Linked DNA regions of Mus musculus: all the other regions are linked to region 1. The links are chromatin contacts, called in public Hi-C and HiChIP or PLAC-seq maps. All regions are on one chromosome and are shown on one strand. The core of a region is the stretch at or near the end of the contact, and the rest is flanking DNA. Distances in the headings are between cores, read along the strand shown.

The links. A called contact is a pair of places that touch in the nucleus more often than the background predicts. HiChIP or PLAC-seq counts read pairs in DNA pulled down with a chosen protein or histone mark.
Region 2: a contact with region 1 is called in a Hi-C map of uterus, with 2.6 times the contacts expected there. The contact joins two enhancer-like sites. A contact is called at or near these places in 9 of 484 Hi-C or Micro-C datasets (embryonic stem cells, muscle stem cells, pancreatic cancer cells and 3 more), 2 of 115 datasets of contacts at active chromatin or transcription factors (embryonic stem cells and pancreatic cancer cells) and 1 of 9 other capture datasets (embryonic stem cells).
Region 3: a Hi-C map of myocytes shows a contact between it and region 1, with 2.5 times the contacts expected there. The contact joins two enhancer-like sites. A contact is called at or near these places in 1 of 15 datasets of contacts at CTCF or cohesin (the NIH/3T3 cell line), 4 of 484 Hi-C or Micro-C datasets (embryonic stem cells and myocytes) and 2 of 115 datasets of contacts at active chromatin or transcription factors (embryonic stem cells and pancreatic cancer cells).
Region 4: an H3K27ac HiChIP or PLAC-seq map of embryonic stem cells shows a contact between it and region 1, with 8 read pairs. The contact joins two enhancer-like sites. A contact is called at or near these places in 1 of 484 Hi-C or Micro-C datasets (nephron progenitors), 4 of 115 datasets of contacts at active chromatin or transcription factors (embryonic stem cells, intestinal crypt epithelium, intestinal villus epithelium and 1 more) and 1 of 9 other capture datasets (embryonic stem cells).
Region 5: a contact with region 1 is called in a Hi-C map of liver, with 3 times the contacts expected there. The contact joins two enhancer-like sites. A contact is called at or near these places in 1 of 15 datasets of contacts at CTCF or cohesin (the NIH/3T3 cell line), 11 of 484 Hi-C or Micro-C datasets (the N1E-115 cell line, bone marrow-derived macrophages, liver and 3 more), 2 of 115 datasets of contacts at active chromatin or transcription factors (embryonic stem cells and pancreatic cancer cells) and 1 of 9 other capture datasets (embryonic stem cells).

What each region holds. Positions count from the first base shown.
Region 1 is chr5:64,579,060-64,581,759 of GRCm38.p6, reverse strand. No RefSeq gene overlaps it. Among named protein-coding and RNA genes, the nearest start is that of Gm3716, 30 kb to the left of the region's middle. Within about 2 kb of position 1,264, at least 188 of the 459 cell types and tissues checked have an H3K27ac peak or open chromatin away from gene starts, as enhancers often do. A contact at or near this core is called in embryonic stem cells, intestinal crypt epithelium, intestinal villus epithelium and 5 more, where this site is marked.
Region 2 is chr5:64,366,276-64,368,975 of GRCm38.p6, reverse strand. No RefSeq gene overlaps it. Among named protein-coding and RNA genes, the nearest start is that of Gm43837, 10 kb to the left of the region's middle. Within about 2 kb of position 1,340, at least 85 of the 459 cell types and tissues checked have an H3K27ac peak or open chromatin away from gene starts, as enhancers often do. A contact at or near this core is called in muscle stem cells, pancreatic cancer cells and uterus, where this site is marked.
Region 3 is chr5:64,437,408-64,440,107 of GRCm38.p6, reverse strand. No RefSeq gene overlaps it. Among named protein-coding and RNA genes, the nearest start is that of Gm31363, 13 kb to the left of the region's middle. Within about 2 kb of position 1,252, at least 52 of the 459 cell types and tissues checked have an H3K27ac peak or open chromatin away from gene starts, as enhancers often do. A contact at or near this core is called in myocytes, where this site is marked.
Region 4 is chr5:64,409,529-64,412,363 of GRCm38.p6, reverse strand. No RefSeq gene overlaps it. Among named protein-coding and RNA genes, the nearest start is that of Gm43837, 33 kb to the right of the region's middle. Within about 2 kb of position 1,478, at least 66 of the 459 cell types and tissues checked have an H3K27ac peak or open chromatin away from gene starts, as enhancers often do. A contact at or near this core is called in embryonic stem cells, intestinal crypt epithelium and intestinal villus epithelium, where this site is marked.
Region 5 is chr5:64,752,113-64,754,812 of GRCm38.p6, reverse strand. No RefSeq gene overlaps it. Among named protein-coding and RNA genes, the nearest start is that of Klf3, 50 kb to the left of the region's middle. Within about 2 kb of position 1,327, at least 32 of the 459 cell types and tissues checked have an H3K27ac peak or open chromatin away from gene starts, as enhancers often do. A contact at or near this core is called in liver and pancreatic cancer cells, where this site is marked.

The sequences.
Region 1 (2,700 bases), core at 15-2,514:
TCGATGTTTTCTCCTTCCCGCCACCCTCCACCTACTCAGGCTGCAACCATCAGCAAATTCACAGTCAACTGAGCCAAAAGGCTGAGGGGGAGACCAGAGAAGAGGCTGCAGCCGCCTCCTGGTGGGAGTGGAGCGATGGGCAGCGAGCCACAGGGCTGGGAACCAGCTTCTCTGTTCCGCTGACCTCATCTGGTCCTTCTGGTCCGAGGTTCTGGCTATGAATGTTTATCAGTGAAGACTTTGACAACTTCAGTAATAATATTTTCTAGGCTGTGCAGAGCTAGCCTGGGTATCTCATACAGAGAGACCTTTGGTTGCCCTCACCAAATAAACAGTTGCCCACAATCCCCACAAAGACAAGGGCTTAGGTTGCCTGGGTTCAAGTCTTGACTGGTGAGACCCTTGTGCCATGTCCCTGGACCATAAGCTGTGTTTGTTTCCTCCCCTGCAAAACAAGAATCCCCAGACTGTGCATTTCATAGGCAACTGGTGAAAGGTGGGCGGAGTCAACCTCTGTCAAGCGCTCAGAAGGCGCTTATCACACAGTGAGGGCTATGGAATGGAAAAATAAAATAAAAAAATAAGTAAACAAGAGAAAGAGCCTTAGGGTGTCTGGGTCCTGTGTGTTTGAAGCTACTTCTCGATCCATACAAAGCTGCAAGGAAGGGGCTGAACTTTTTTTCCTTTGTTCCTTGCTGGCTGAAGCGCACATGTCCTCTGTGGATTGGAGGAGGGTGCACAAGCCATACACATCTGTTGAGATGCCGGAGCAGCTGAAGGAACTCTTGGGGAGCCAGAGGCTATCACTGCCCTTACTAGAGATGGGGAACTGAGGCTGTAGATATGGGCCACAGCCACAGGCCTGGAAATGATGGAGCTGAGATTCCAGCTGGGCCTGTGACTCCCAAACCTGGACAGCCCCTATATTAAGCATAATACTTTTCCCAGACAAATTTTGACAAATCCTGAGGTTCACATTTACATCAATGCTCATTTTTAAAAGGGATCTATTTCTTTATTTTATTTTATTTTATTTTTTTTTTTATTTTTGGCTTTTCAAGACAGGGTTTCTTTGTGTAGCTCTGGCTGTCCTGGAATTTGCAGAGATCAGCCTGCCTCGGCCTCTGAGTGCTGGAATTAAAAACATCCACTACAACCAACCGGACTGGATTTATTTCTTCATATTCAACTTAGCAAGTCCAGAAGTTCAAGGCCAGCTCTGGCCAGCTGAAATAATGATTAACATCAGGGTTATCTTACAGGTCCAAAGTCCTCCCAGCAAACATCCTTTCTGCCCTTAGAATTTGTTGGTGGCCATCTCTGTGAAAGCCTCCCTCAAAGAGAAAAAAGAACTCTTGCCTGGTCGGAGTATTTTACTAAGGACTGCCATCACATCTGAGCAAACCACAGGCATTCAAAGAGGCGTCCCTAGTCCTATCCCTTTAAGAGAAAAGAAAGAAAGAATGACTCAGCCCCACCCTACCCCACCCTGTGCCTGCAAAGCTCTGGAGTCTGTGATGCCCAAGACAGAGCCAAGATAAGAAGAGTTGGAAACAAATTGAACTTAACAAAACAAAAAACAAGCCCTGTTGTTACCAGCTCCTAGGCACTTCTACCCTAAGTTGCAGTGTCCTAGGAAACGTGAACCAGGGTCACCTCTGGCCCCATTTGGGCCTTCTTCCTGGCCCCACCCCAAGCATAGCAACCCTGCCAGAAAACAGGCGCTGCCTCCATCAGCTCCCACCTCCCCCCTCCACGCATCTTTCCCCTTTTATATTGCTGGCTTCATAATGGTTTTCCTCCTGCTGCTGTGGGGTGAGAGGGTGTAAATGCCCCGGAGCAGCTGCGGGGAGCTCTCCAGTGCGGATCCTGTGGGTGGGGCCGGCAGTAGGCAGGAGAGACCAGGAGGGAGATTAGGTGAAACATTAGCCCTGGCCTTTTGGACACGGTCCAGTGTCTTTCAATGATTTCTTTGTGTGCTTTGGGTGCTGGGCTTGTTTGGCAGGGGACGGGCACCCATTAGAAGATTTCACAATGATTTGCCATGTTACAGTTCTAAACATGTCAACTCCTCACCGAGGTTAAATTTGTATTTTTACAGTCTCGTTAGACCTCCCCCCTCCCCCCAACACACCCTCCTCCCCCTAGGGAGCTTGAGGGAAAAGTACTCTAAGAGAATTAATCAAAATGACTAGGTAATGCTCTAAAAATAATAAATGTCGTTATGGGCTGGATCTCTTTCAAGTTCGAGTTCATTCTGTAAGCTTGGAGATCCACACGTCCAGTTGCCTGTCTTATGAGCTTTTTATTAGAAGAAAGTGGCCTGTTGTATAGAGACAGGTACTTTATGAAGACACATGGATGCTGCGACTCTCCCAACACTCAACTGTTTTTTTTTTTTTTTCAGCTAGATTCATTAAGCAATGTGACCTCGGAGGGGGCAAAGGGCAGACGCAGGAATCACTTCTTACCCTCTGTTCCTTCACCAGCCTTGCAAATTGGGATCTGCTACAGACCTGCTCAGAGCTCTGAAAGTAAGGGTGGCCAGGTCAGGGTCCAGATTCACCTCACTCACTCACAGGAGAGATGCTGCGTGCAAACAGCAACAGTAACAGCAATCAAATGAGCCAGTAACTCTGTATGTGTGTGTGTGGTGGTAGTGGTGTGTGTGTTGTTGTTTTGTTATCAGACAGATTCCCC
Region 2 (2,700 bases), core at 91-2,590, 210 kb after region 1:
AACTCACAGAGATCTGCTTACCTCTGCCTCCTGAGTTCTGGGATTAGAGGTTGGCACCATTACACTCACCTAGCTCATTTTGTTTTTAACATGTGCTCTAGGGGACCAAATTCCTGTCCTCACACTTATACAGCAAGCAGGTTGCCAACAGAGCCATCTCCCCAGACCTGACGCAGGTGCAGTTGGAAACCCTCTCTGAGGATGTATCCTGTGAGCACAGATGGAATAAAAGGAGTAGCTTGTAGTTTATACTACCATGAAGATGACCATGAATCACACTCCTGTGAATAAATCTTTGTGTATGCTTCTGATGGGTTCTTTGAATCTATTTCTGGTGCGGAGTTAATGAGTCAGAAGAGCAAATGTTTTAAGGGTCTCGCTTGAAACAATGTGCTGAAGCCTCTCCTGTTATTGAGCCTTCTCTTTAGAGCTAAAAAGAAGCAATTATCAAAGACCTAGATTTCAAGGCATTTTAAGTATGTACTTAACCTTTTGTCATGTTAAAGATTTCAGGGGCATTTATACCAGTCTCTCTGAGCCTGGCTGTGGCCACGATCCTATGCAGTCCTTTCATCCTCTAGTTCCACACCCCTCCATGCCATTCTTTATGCTAGAGCTGGGTTAGGTCATGGAATTTTAGTGTGAGAAACGACCCAGATGATAACAAGTCCACCCCATTTGCTAGTTGGGAAAACTGAGACCCAGAGATACTCCTGAACTGCTCAAAGCCTCATGGTAAGTTCTTCCTGGTCTATAAAGGCTCACTCTCCTGGTTTCTGCTTCTGCAACAGAGTCAGTGGTAAGTGAAACATCCATGTGGTGTCTCATGGTGTACAAACGGCAGGCAGAAGTTTAGAGCCAATGTCACAGATACAGCTTGCCAGATTCACCTGTCCTGCAGGTGGCGGTGAACATTAATGTCACTAGATAGTAGATGTGGTCATAGGACAGTGATGGGTAATGTGACATTCAAATGTTAGTGATGACCACTGGTGACAGAGCAAGAGACGTCCCCACATCAGATATGGGTCCCCGTGGGAAAGGTCACTGGTAAGGCCACCATGGCCTTGGGACCTGTGGGCCTGAACAGAAGACCTCAATGGAAAGAGGCTGGTTTTTAGCCCATAAGAATCCCTGCAGCTGGGGAAGGAGTCACATAAGGCCACCCTGAGGCACAGAGACTCTTCAGCCCAAGTCAGGGGATAGACAGAGAAAGCTGCCCGGCTGGAGGCCTCTGACAGGGTCAGCTTTCATGGGCTGCCAGGTCTCTCCAGGGAGGCCAGCTGCCCAGCCCAAAAGGCTTGGGCCACCCTGACACGTGAGAGAAGACTCTTGTTCTGTCACCGCTCTCCTCGCTGGGCTGCGTTCCAGGCATGCAGGGGAATGGCGCCCAGCAAGGGGAGGAGGTGAGCTGAGAGAGGGGAGGAGGAGGAGCAAGCTTCCCAGGGCAGACTTCCAGGAGGAGGGAGTCAATGCCAAGAGAGAAAAGAGAAGATTTAAGGTTAACTCCGGTTCGGTGTTTAACTATTACTTTAGACTTGAAAAGCTAAAATCTGAAAGAAGGCTTTTTTTTTCCAATTCAAAGGCTTTTTTTTTTTTAATTGCCTCAACCCAACCCAGAAGTTGTAAGCCTGACTTAGTCATTGAGGGGGACAGCAGAGTTCTCCCTGTTGTAGATAACACTTAAAATGACATCAGGAGACTGTTATGTTTCTCATTGCTCTGATAGACTCCCTAACAAAAGAAACCTAAGAAGAAAAGTTCATTGGTAGGGAAGCATGCGATCTGTTGTGGCAGGAAAGGCAAGGCAGGAGACCGTGGTCAAGAAGCAGAGAGATGGAAGCTGGTGCTCAGCCTCCCCCACCCCACCCCACCTCACCCCCACTTTGCCTTTTCAGTCCAGGACCCTAAGAGATGGTGCTTCCCACATTTAGGGCTATTTTCTTCTCAGTTAGCCCTTTGGGGAACACAGTCACAGAGTGGCTCCTATGTAATTCTGAATCCGGCCAAGGTGAGAATGAAGATTACCATAACAGAGACCCACAAAACTCAGGTTTCTGCCCCTATTGCTTTCATGGGGGTAAATTTGTAATAGTTAAGTGATGATAGATAGATAGATAGATAGATAGATAGATAGATAGATAGATAGACAGACTGATGGAAGACAGATAGACATGCCTCCTGCCAACTGCCCCTGCCTCATGTTTTTCTGATGCTGCGGTTACACATGAGGTTGACTTGAGCTGCTTTCTGGCTGTCTTTTTTACACACAGTAGAGTTTCAAAACTAACCCTTTTCTGCGAACTGGTCTCTCACTCTACTTTCGTGCACTAAGCTACGAGCCAAAGTAATGTTTAGACTCCTCTTCCAAGTTTCAGCTGAATGTTGCATTTCTTAAAAGTTTTTTTTTCTTTTTCCTAAAATCTTTTCTTCTTTTAGAGCCCCAGCAACTTGCATGACCAAGGTCAGTGTCACTCGGAAGGCAAGCTTAACTCACAACTGCATCCACCAACTTGTGTCTGTAAGCCATAGAGCTCCATGTTCTCTCAAGCCCTCCAGGGCCTTCCCCAGTCGTCCACTCCTCAGTCATCCATTCGGTCGCTGTTGGGCAGCCTGCCCTTCCTTTACAATTATTCTTCAGAGTTCTGGAGTGCACATCAGGAAGCTGACTGACAGTCACTGCTCTCACCCCACCCAGGA
Region 3 (2,700 bases), core at 3-2,502, 140 kb after region 1:
GGGTGGGGACAACCAGGCATAGGGGTATTATTGCCTGTAATACCAGCACTTGGTAGTCGAAGGCAAGAGGATTAGAGGTTCAAAGCCAGCCTTTGCTCCAGGCTGGCCTGAACTACATGAGACCTTTTTGTTTGTTTGTTTTAAAAGAGAGAATGGAGAGGAAAGAAATGACAGGAAGAGAAAAGGAAGGAAGCAAAGAGGAAGGAAAGACAGACAAAAATTGGCATCATTTCTAAATCATGTTTGATCATCTTTAATGATTTCATGGTGATCTTACACATCCACTTTGGTGTGTGTTCGTGTGTGTGTGTGTGTGTGTGTGTGCGCATGTATGCCTCTATGCATGCATGTTCATGCATGTGTGCATGCATGTAACTAGAATGAGATGGTAGACTTGCATATCTCAAAACACATTTAACATGTTATTAAAATTCTTTATAACATTTAGTTTTTAACAGTCAGCACTTTTGTTTTGTTTTTTAACTACTTTTTTGCACTCAGTTTGCGGGCCACTTGTATCTTGGAGCCATTACAACAGATTTTACAAGGAGTATCTTTTCTTCTCTCTTTTTAATTTTTTTACTTTTATTTTTGAGACAGCATTTCTCTGTGTAGCCCTGGCTGTCCTAGAACTTCCTCTGTAGAGCAGGCTGGCCTTGAACTCAGAGATCCATCTATCTCAGCCTCCCAAGTACTGAGATCAAAGGGGTGTGTCACAAAGGCCTGGCTAAGGAGATGTCTTTTCAGGCATAGCTTAGAGGCTCGTCCTGTAGCTTACAGTCTTTGAAGTCAAATTGCAAGTCAATGAGAGTGGTAAAAATGTGGAAGAAACCGAAGTGATGGCTCACTTCTGTCATCCCAGCATTTGGGAGCTTGAGACAGGAAAATCATGGGGGTTCCAAGCCAGCCGGAGCTATACAGCAAGACTCTGTTCAACGAATAAACAGAAAGGGAAATGTCTATTTTAGTTTTGTTCCAGGAAGTTATCCATCTACTTTGAGTTTTCTGAGTGACCTTCATTAGGACATCCTACATTATGTAGATTGAATTCTGTGTCCTTCTTTCTCAGGCCTGAGTCATTAACCCCAAGGTCGCCAGGCAAACAGGTGCACTCTTTGAATGAATCACCCAGCACAGATTTTTTTTTTTTTCTTCTATCAAAATCCCCAGCAAGCTTGGCGCTTCTCGTGCCCAGTTCCCCTCTGTCTTACCCATGGATGCTTACAGCTTGCCCTTCCTGTTTTCTGCCTCCTGAAAGATGTGTGTGCTTTGAATCACACTGCCCCACGCTGCCAGCTCTCATCTGTTAGATCCTGTCCTTAAGTCCAGGGGCATTTTCCACTGACAAGTCTTTCATTAGTTTCTCTCTCCAAGGGGTTGTAACACCTTGTCATCTGATCATCCTGGCCAATCTCCCGCAAGACGATCGTATCATACAGATCATTAATAAGGATGAAGTGTGTGCACCCTGAGTGAGTGAGCTCCCAGCCCCGCCCGGCACTCCACCCTGCGTCAGTTTCAGCCCTACGCATCCTGACACTTCTGTGCTTTCTAATTTCAGTTCACGTGACCAATAGTGACTTCACGAGCTGTACTCTGCAGTCAGAATCTCCTGCAGGGCCTGCATCCCTGTCACACCCCTGATCCCCCTTCCCCACCCATAGATGCCCTGGATGACTTGCTACAACTGGACTCCACCGGGTTTAGGAACCTTGTTGGGTAAGCACAACAGGAAACCTTGAGATAGGAAGTGAGTCAGGGAGAGCTCTCTTAGGGTCCTCTATAAATGTTGTTACAGGATGGCCATTGCTTCTTTACAAGGCAGCCCCTCCCCCAAGCCCCCAAATCCACTCCATCCTTCTCAGCCCCGGGGATGGTAAGAGCCCTATTGGATATCACTCAGACTTTCTTCCACCCTCTGGTGGCTTTACTACACCCTGGTCATTCTTATAAGACATCCTTTAAACCCTCCTGAACTGAGCCAGCGTGAACATGCCATCAGCTCCTCACTAAAATTCTGATGGATACACTACAGCATCTGACCAGCCCCAGGCTAATGCCACTGCAGGGCTGGGCTGGCCACCACACCTGCCACCTCTGCTCCCAGACATTCAACACTGCTGCCAAAACCCTGTGGGCACCCAGCCTCCCTTCCTCTCAGATCCACAAATGCTCGGCGATTTTGGAGTTCTTACATTTGTTAATATAAAAGGGCTTTGAAATTCTCCTGGCAAGAGCAGACTTTTAGTGTTCCAGTATTTTCCATGTATTCACTTAACAAATATTTGTTGAACTCCTCCCATGTGCCAGACACCGAGCTAGACGGCAAGCACACATCTGTGGGCAAAGCAGACTCCCATAAGGTTGTGGGAAGGAAGCCGCAGAAAGTGCTGGCATGTCACGATGGCCTCCTGCAACACAGGGCCTGAGGAATGTGTCCCCAATGGAGGATGTGCCAGTTCCTACTGGGGTCTTATCTTCAACAGGTCATGATGTCCCAAAAGATCTTCTGTACAAGAATATACAAAAGCAATTCTCCCTCCAAAAGTTTCCTTTAGCAAGTGTGTGGCAGGGGGACCAGCTTCCATTTCATCAGCTTCAGGAACTAAGGGGCCCATTAGCTATGGCAGGGCTGAAAGGGTTTTGATACTTCATCTTGCCTGCCCTCTTCCTGTCATCTTTCTGTGCCTGTCATCTGCT
Region 4 (2,835 bases), core at 229-2,728, 170 kb after region 1:
ACATAAGTGTGATTTTGCTACTGTTACGGATCATAGTGTAAACATCTGTGTTTTCTGATGGTCTTAGTCCCTCAGGGGTCACACCCCACAGGTTGAGAACTGCTGTGTTAAAGGCTTTGTCCCCCAACATGGTGATGTTGAAAGAGGATGGAGAGATAGAAACCAGTTATTGTAGGCCTTGAATAGAAACATAGGACCTTTGTCTCTTGTTTGCATCCCTTCTGTGGGGTGGATGTCTTTGCTCCCATCAGACACCACCATGATTGACCTCATTGTCAACCAGTCATGACTGAAATCTCCCCAACTGTATACCCAAACAAGCCTTTCTCTCTACGAGTTACTCTCTGCAATCAGGAGCAACAAGCATGGCTTATCACTCCAGTCTCACCTTTGCAGTTCCTGTGGGCCTGGGCTTCCCAGAGTCCTCCACATTTCCATCCCTAGGATGTGTCTGCAGAGCACACCAGGCTAGAATCAGCTGACATTCACCCCTCTTCTGGGTGTGGAGGAAGGAGGCTAGGAAGGAGAGAACTGGTTAACATCTTACCTCTGGTATGTACTGCTGTAGCCTCTCTGCTGCAAATCCCAGCTCCTCGGTGGGTCGCGGTTTCCTCAACAGCCAAGGAAATCTCAGTCTATAGAATAGATTTTAGAGCTAGGTAGCTGATGTTCTACAGAGACGGGGCAAAAGTGATGGTTAATCTTCATTATCATCTTGACAGGACTTAGGGCAGCAAGGAGACACACCTCTAGGTGAGAAAAAAAAGAGCTAATTTCATCTCAGAGATCCCAGCCCCATCCAGGGAGGTCGGGGCGAGGAGCTCAGCGCAGGAGCTTGAAGCAGAGTCCATGGAGTGACGCTGCTTTCTAGCTTGTTCTCTGGTTTGCTCACAGGCTCATGCTTAGCTAGTTTTCTTCTGCAGTCCAGGACCTCTTACCTCGGGAAGATAATTTGGCCCCATCTATAGCAAGCAATTAGCAACTGAAATAAAGTCCACCGGCCAGGCTGATTTTGCAACTCTTCAACTAGGTTGTGTCAAGCTGGTGACAAAACTAACCAGCAAACCAATATACTGACTATAAACTCCTCCAAAAACATCCGGCCTCTGCTTAACTCTGTTTACTCCATTGTGGAGGGAATATTTGCTGTGTGTAGCCAATGCTTCTAAAATTCCAAGATGCTCCTCCTATAGGGACCATTATTTAGACACTCTGGATTCTGTTATTGCTTTGTAAACCACTTCAGTCTTGTTTTGTTCATTTGCTTGTTTTTGATGAGACCCCCTACAGCCTCTTTGGTATGGCACATCCTATAACCCCAAGAACGTGCCTGGTTGGTATGTTTCCTGGAACTTTCTACAGCTGTCAATCTTGTTCACATCCTCAGACTTCCTGAAACAGTTACCATCGAGTCAAAAATAAATACCCTCACAACATGTGCTAAGCCAGCACCCAGTAAGAGGAAGCGAAGGAGAAAGAAACCTTTACAGAGTCTAACTAGCCCTCAGCTGTGCTGGAATTCAGCCAGCCAAACACAACCTCTGCACCATCTACAGCCTTCGTCCCTCCAGCACAGGCCCACTTCAGGAAAGAGTCCAAAGGCTTCCTCCTACCCTTCCGGGCATGCTGCTTTCTGGGCGTGGCAGTTATGGGTTTCTGCACTGATTGTTTTGTGCTTGGACAGCCTATGCTTTTACAAATAGACCCTAACGGCTCTGAAGTCAGTCCTGCTCGGGATCTTCAGAACAGGCTACTATATTGTTTTCATTTCCTGTGCTTTTAACTTCCTTGTCATAATATTATCCTATACTCGTGGACGCCGCTCGTCCATGGGCCCGAGGGAGAGACTGTCACGTGACAGCAGCCGAAAATGTTACATCCAAATTAAGTCATGACCATGCTGAGGGGTTCTACAGACGCTATTTAAAAATTTGGGGGAACGGGGCTGGCGAGATGGTGCAGCAGTTAAGAGCACCAGCTTTCTTCCCAAGGATCTAGGTTTGAGTCTCAGCATCTACATGGTAACCCACACCATCTCTAACTCCAGTTTTGGGGGACCCAACACTCTTGTCTGGCCTCTGTGGGAACGCACATGTAGGCAAAGCACTCACTCACATAAAACAATGATTTGTAAGAATGTTCAGGAAAGAAGATATAAATGTCATATGAACACAAGGCATGGCTTTAGGCATGCCATATGGCTTCCATATAGTGAACTCCAAGTTAAGAATGGCTTAGAAGGAGCCATTGTGTCCAGAAAGCAACCAGGAGGCAGGGGTGTAGCACCCAGGGATGAAGAAGGTGTACGCAGCACGCTGAGCCTCCTCCACTTAGGCCTCCTAAATCAGCAACTCAGAGAATATATGGCCACAGGCCAGACCCCCATCAGATTCCTTCCCTCTCACAATGCTAAGCTGTCCACACCGGTGTTCCACACAATGACCAGACAACCCTAGTCCCAGTTACTGCCACTGACCCTACAGCCTGCCTGTGACACTCAGGACTTCCAACACCCACAGCAAGTAAACTCGATAGCCCATCTTTACCTACAAACACTCTGAGTATGAGGTTGGGAAGGGAAATAAGCACTGGAAATAGCTAATGCTGATTATAAAGCACGAGGTGTTGAAAGACATTCTTATATCCAAAATGTTAGAAAAAACTAAAACAAAAACAAACAAAAAAAAACCCACTATACAATATTATAAATGTATTGGCCCTGAAACATTAACATTTTAGCTGTTCGATTCTTTGCAGTGCTAGGTCCCTCCCATTGTTAGTGATTTCAATGGCTAGGATACAACTAATATTTTGACTGTGTTTTACATTTTATGC
Region 5 (2,700 bases), core at 78-2,577, 170 kb before region 1:
AGTAGTAATACTGACATCATAGATCCAGCCATGCCAGAGGCCACACTGTGGAAACTAAAGGGCTCTGTTTGCCTTTAGATGTACCTTCCTTGGCTGGGGCACTAATATTCTCTGTGTGTTTGTATATGGAGGCCAGAGGTCAGTCTTGGGTATAATTTCTCAGAGACTTACACTTAGGCTAGGTTGGTTGTTCAGAGAGCAGCAGGGAACCATCTCTGACTCCCCAGCAAGGGACTTGCAGATGCACATCATGGTGCTAGTTTTTGATGTGGATATGGGCGTGTGTGTGTGTGTGTGTGTGTGTGAAAATATGCTTATACAGCAAGCACTTTACAGGACAAGTTCCTCAGCTCTTAATACTAATATTTTAAAGTGGAAACCAACTATTTAAAGTCTAGCGATCAGGAGGCTGGAGAGATGGGGTTAAAAGTGATTGCTACTCTTGTAGAGGACTGGAGTCTGGATCCTTACACCCACAACAGGCAAGGCAACTCATGAATACCTGTAACTCTAGCCCCAGGGGATCCAACCTCTGAGGACCTTTGCATATGCACACACACATAATACAAATAAGATCTTTCTCTCTCTCTTTTTTAATCTAGAGATTAGGATTTTGCCACTTGAAAACAGGAAGAACTGGTCACATTGGGCCACATTCCTTAAGGGGACAACTGGCCAGTATAGTATATCTGTAGCCGCTAAAGCACACCTTCTCTGATTACCACAGAGAGAGCCCCCATCTCCTTATGGTCTCCCAAACCTTGAAGCAGATGGGAACCAACATCTAATGTCACATACAATAGGACTTACTGTCCTCCGGGCACTGGTCTAAACACCTTAGCAAAGCATTCTTCCATCAATCCAGCCACCCGTCCACCCATCCATCTGTCAAATGCAAGGGAAGAAAGCAAATGCCAAGTGTCCAACTCTCTCCCTCTAGTACTCTGGGTTTTGCTCTTGACCACTCCATTGTATCACCTGGTACTGAGTATATTTGAGGTAGTGGGGGAGGAGGCAAGATACCCAAAATCAGATGGTACCAAAGTACAGAGGCTCATGTCCAGGACATTGTGTTTTGTTTAATTAGAGAAGGAGCCACACCAAAAAAGGGGGGGGGTGATTTTTGTAGTTTTAAAGATCAGAAAGTCCAGGCAGGTCAACCCCCCATGTGAAGGCCCTTGGAGAGCAATGCCTATTGGAGGAAAGCAGGTTGATGTCATCCATTGGACCGGATGCAGACAAAAGACATGCAATAGAAGAGGCCCTGCTGGGAGGTTGCCCAGGCTTGCCACGGATACCAGGGGCAGGGAGAATGACCTGGGTATTGGGGTCAGGAAGGTGGCCAGAGGTGTCTTTTGACCAGTGTGGTGTGGGATGAAGCCATCTGTCCAGGAGTCCCTCTGAACTTCATTCATTGATTTCACAATAGAAGAAAGTGGGTTTTGTAACCCGGGCATCCCTGTAGTGCTGGCCTGACTGTTTACTTCTGCCTCGGCCCCCGAGCCTATGAGCAAATACTTCAGGCACTGTTAACGAGCAGAAACTTGAGACAGAACTTATCTTGTAATGCTGGAGTTTGCATCATATCCAGGGCGTGGTGCTATTTTAGAAGGCAAGTTAAATAATTACATGTTTACAGGTTGAGCAAACAATGTGTGTGGCCCAAGAGGGCTCAGGATCTGTTCCCTGAATGCCCAGTGAACTAACTTGTTCAGCTGAAGGGGAGACTTGGAGGTATCAGGTGGTTTCAATGTGATACACATATATAAATGCACACGTATGCTTATATTACATAAGCATATATGTGTGTATGGGCTTATATTGAATATCAGTGTATCACCTTGTAATGGAGTAGGGAAGATTAGAGATATTATAATTCAACTGAGGCTAATTAGACAAGCTCAGGTCATTGATCCATCTCTGTACCATGTGTATTATATGTGACATACTCAATATATGACTTTATGGTTTTGGTGTTTCCTACATAAATGATAAATTGACAGAAGTTAACACTACCATCATAGGTCCATCATAAGCTCCACTCTTTTTAAATATTTTCAAATGTATTTAATCTTAATTAATTAACTAATTAATTAATTAATGTGAGTCTATGTGAGTATATGGCTTGTATGTATAGGTACCCAAAAATGTTAGAAGTGTGGGTCAGGGGGTTGTGAGTCACCTGATGTGGGTCCTGGGGACAGAACTCAAGGTGTCATGTAAGCCATTTTTCTAACCTCTAAACTACTTTCTTTAGAGAAAAACAAATAAACAAACAAAACTACAGTTAAACAACTATGTGCTATGTTCTCCTATTCCAGTGTTATGTCCCCTAGGAGAGGGGATAGAACCTTGTTTGTTTCGGTATTAGTGTGGTTTGGTTGTTGTTTCAGCAGACATGGTCTTGCAATGTTGTCTACCTAGCCTCAGACTTTTGTTGTTTGTTTGTTTCTTTGTTTGTGTATTTGAGGTTTCTCTGGGTAGCCCTGGCTGTCCTGGAACTCACTCTGTAGACCAGGCTGGCCTCAAACTCACAGAGACCTGCCTGCCTCTGCCTCCCAAATGCTGGGATTAAAAGTGTTTGCCACCACTCCCTGGTATGGTCTCAGACTCTAATATGCAATCCTTCTGTCTCAGCCTCCTGAGTAGCTGGGGCTACAGGTGCTGGACCATGCGGTGGGTTGGCTTTGTTTTGCTTTT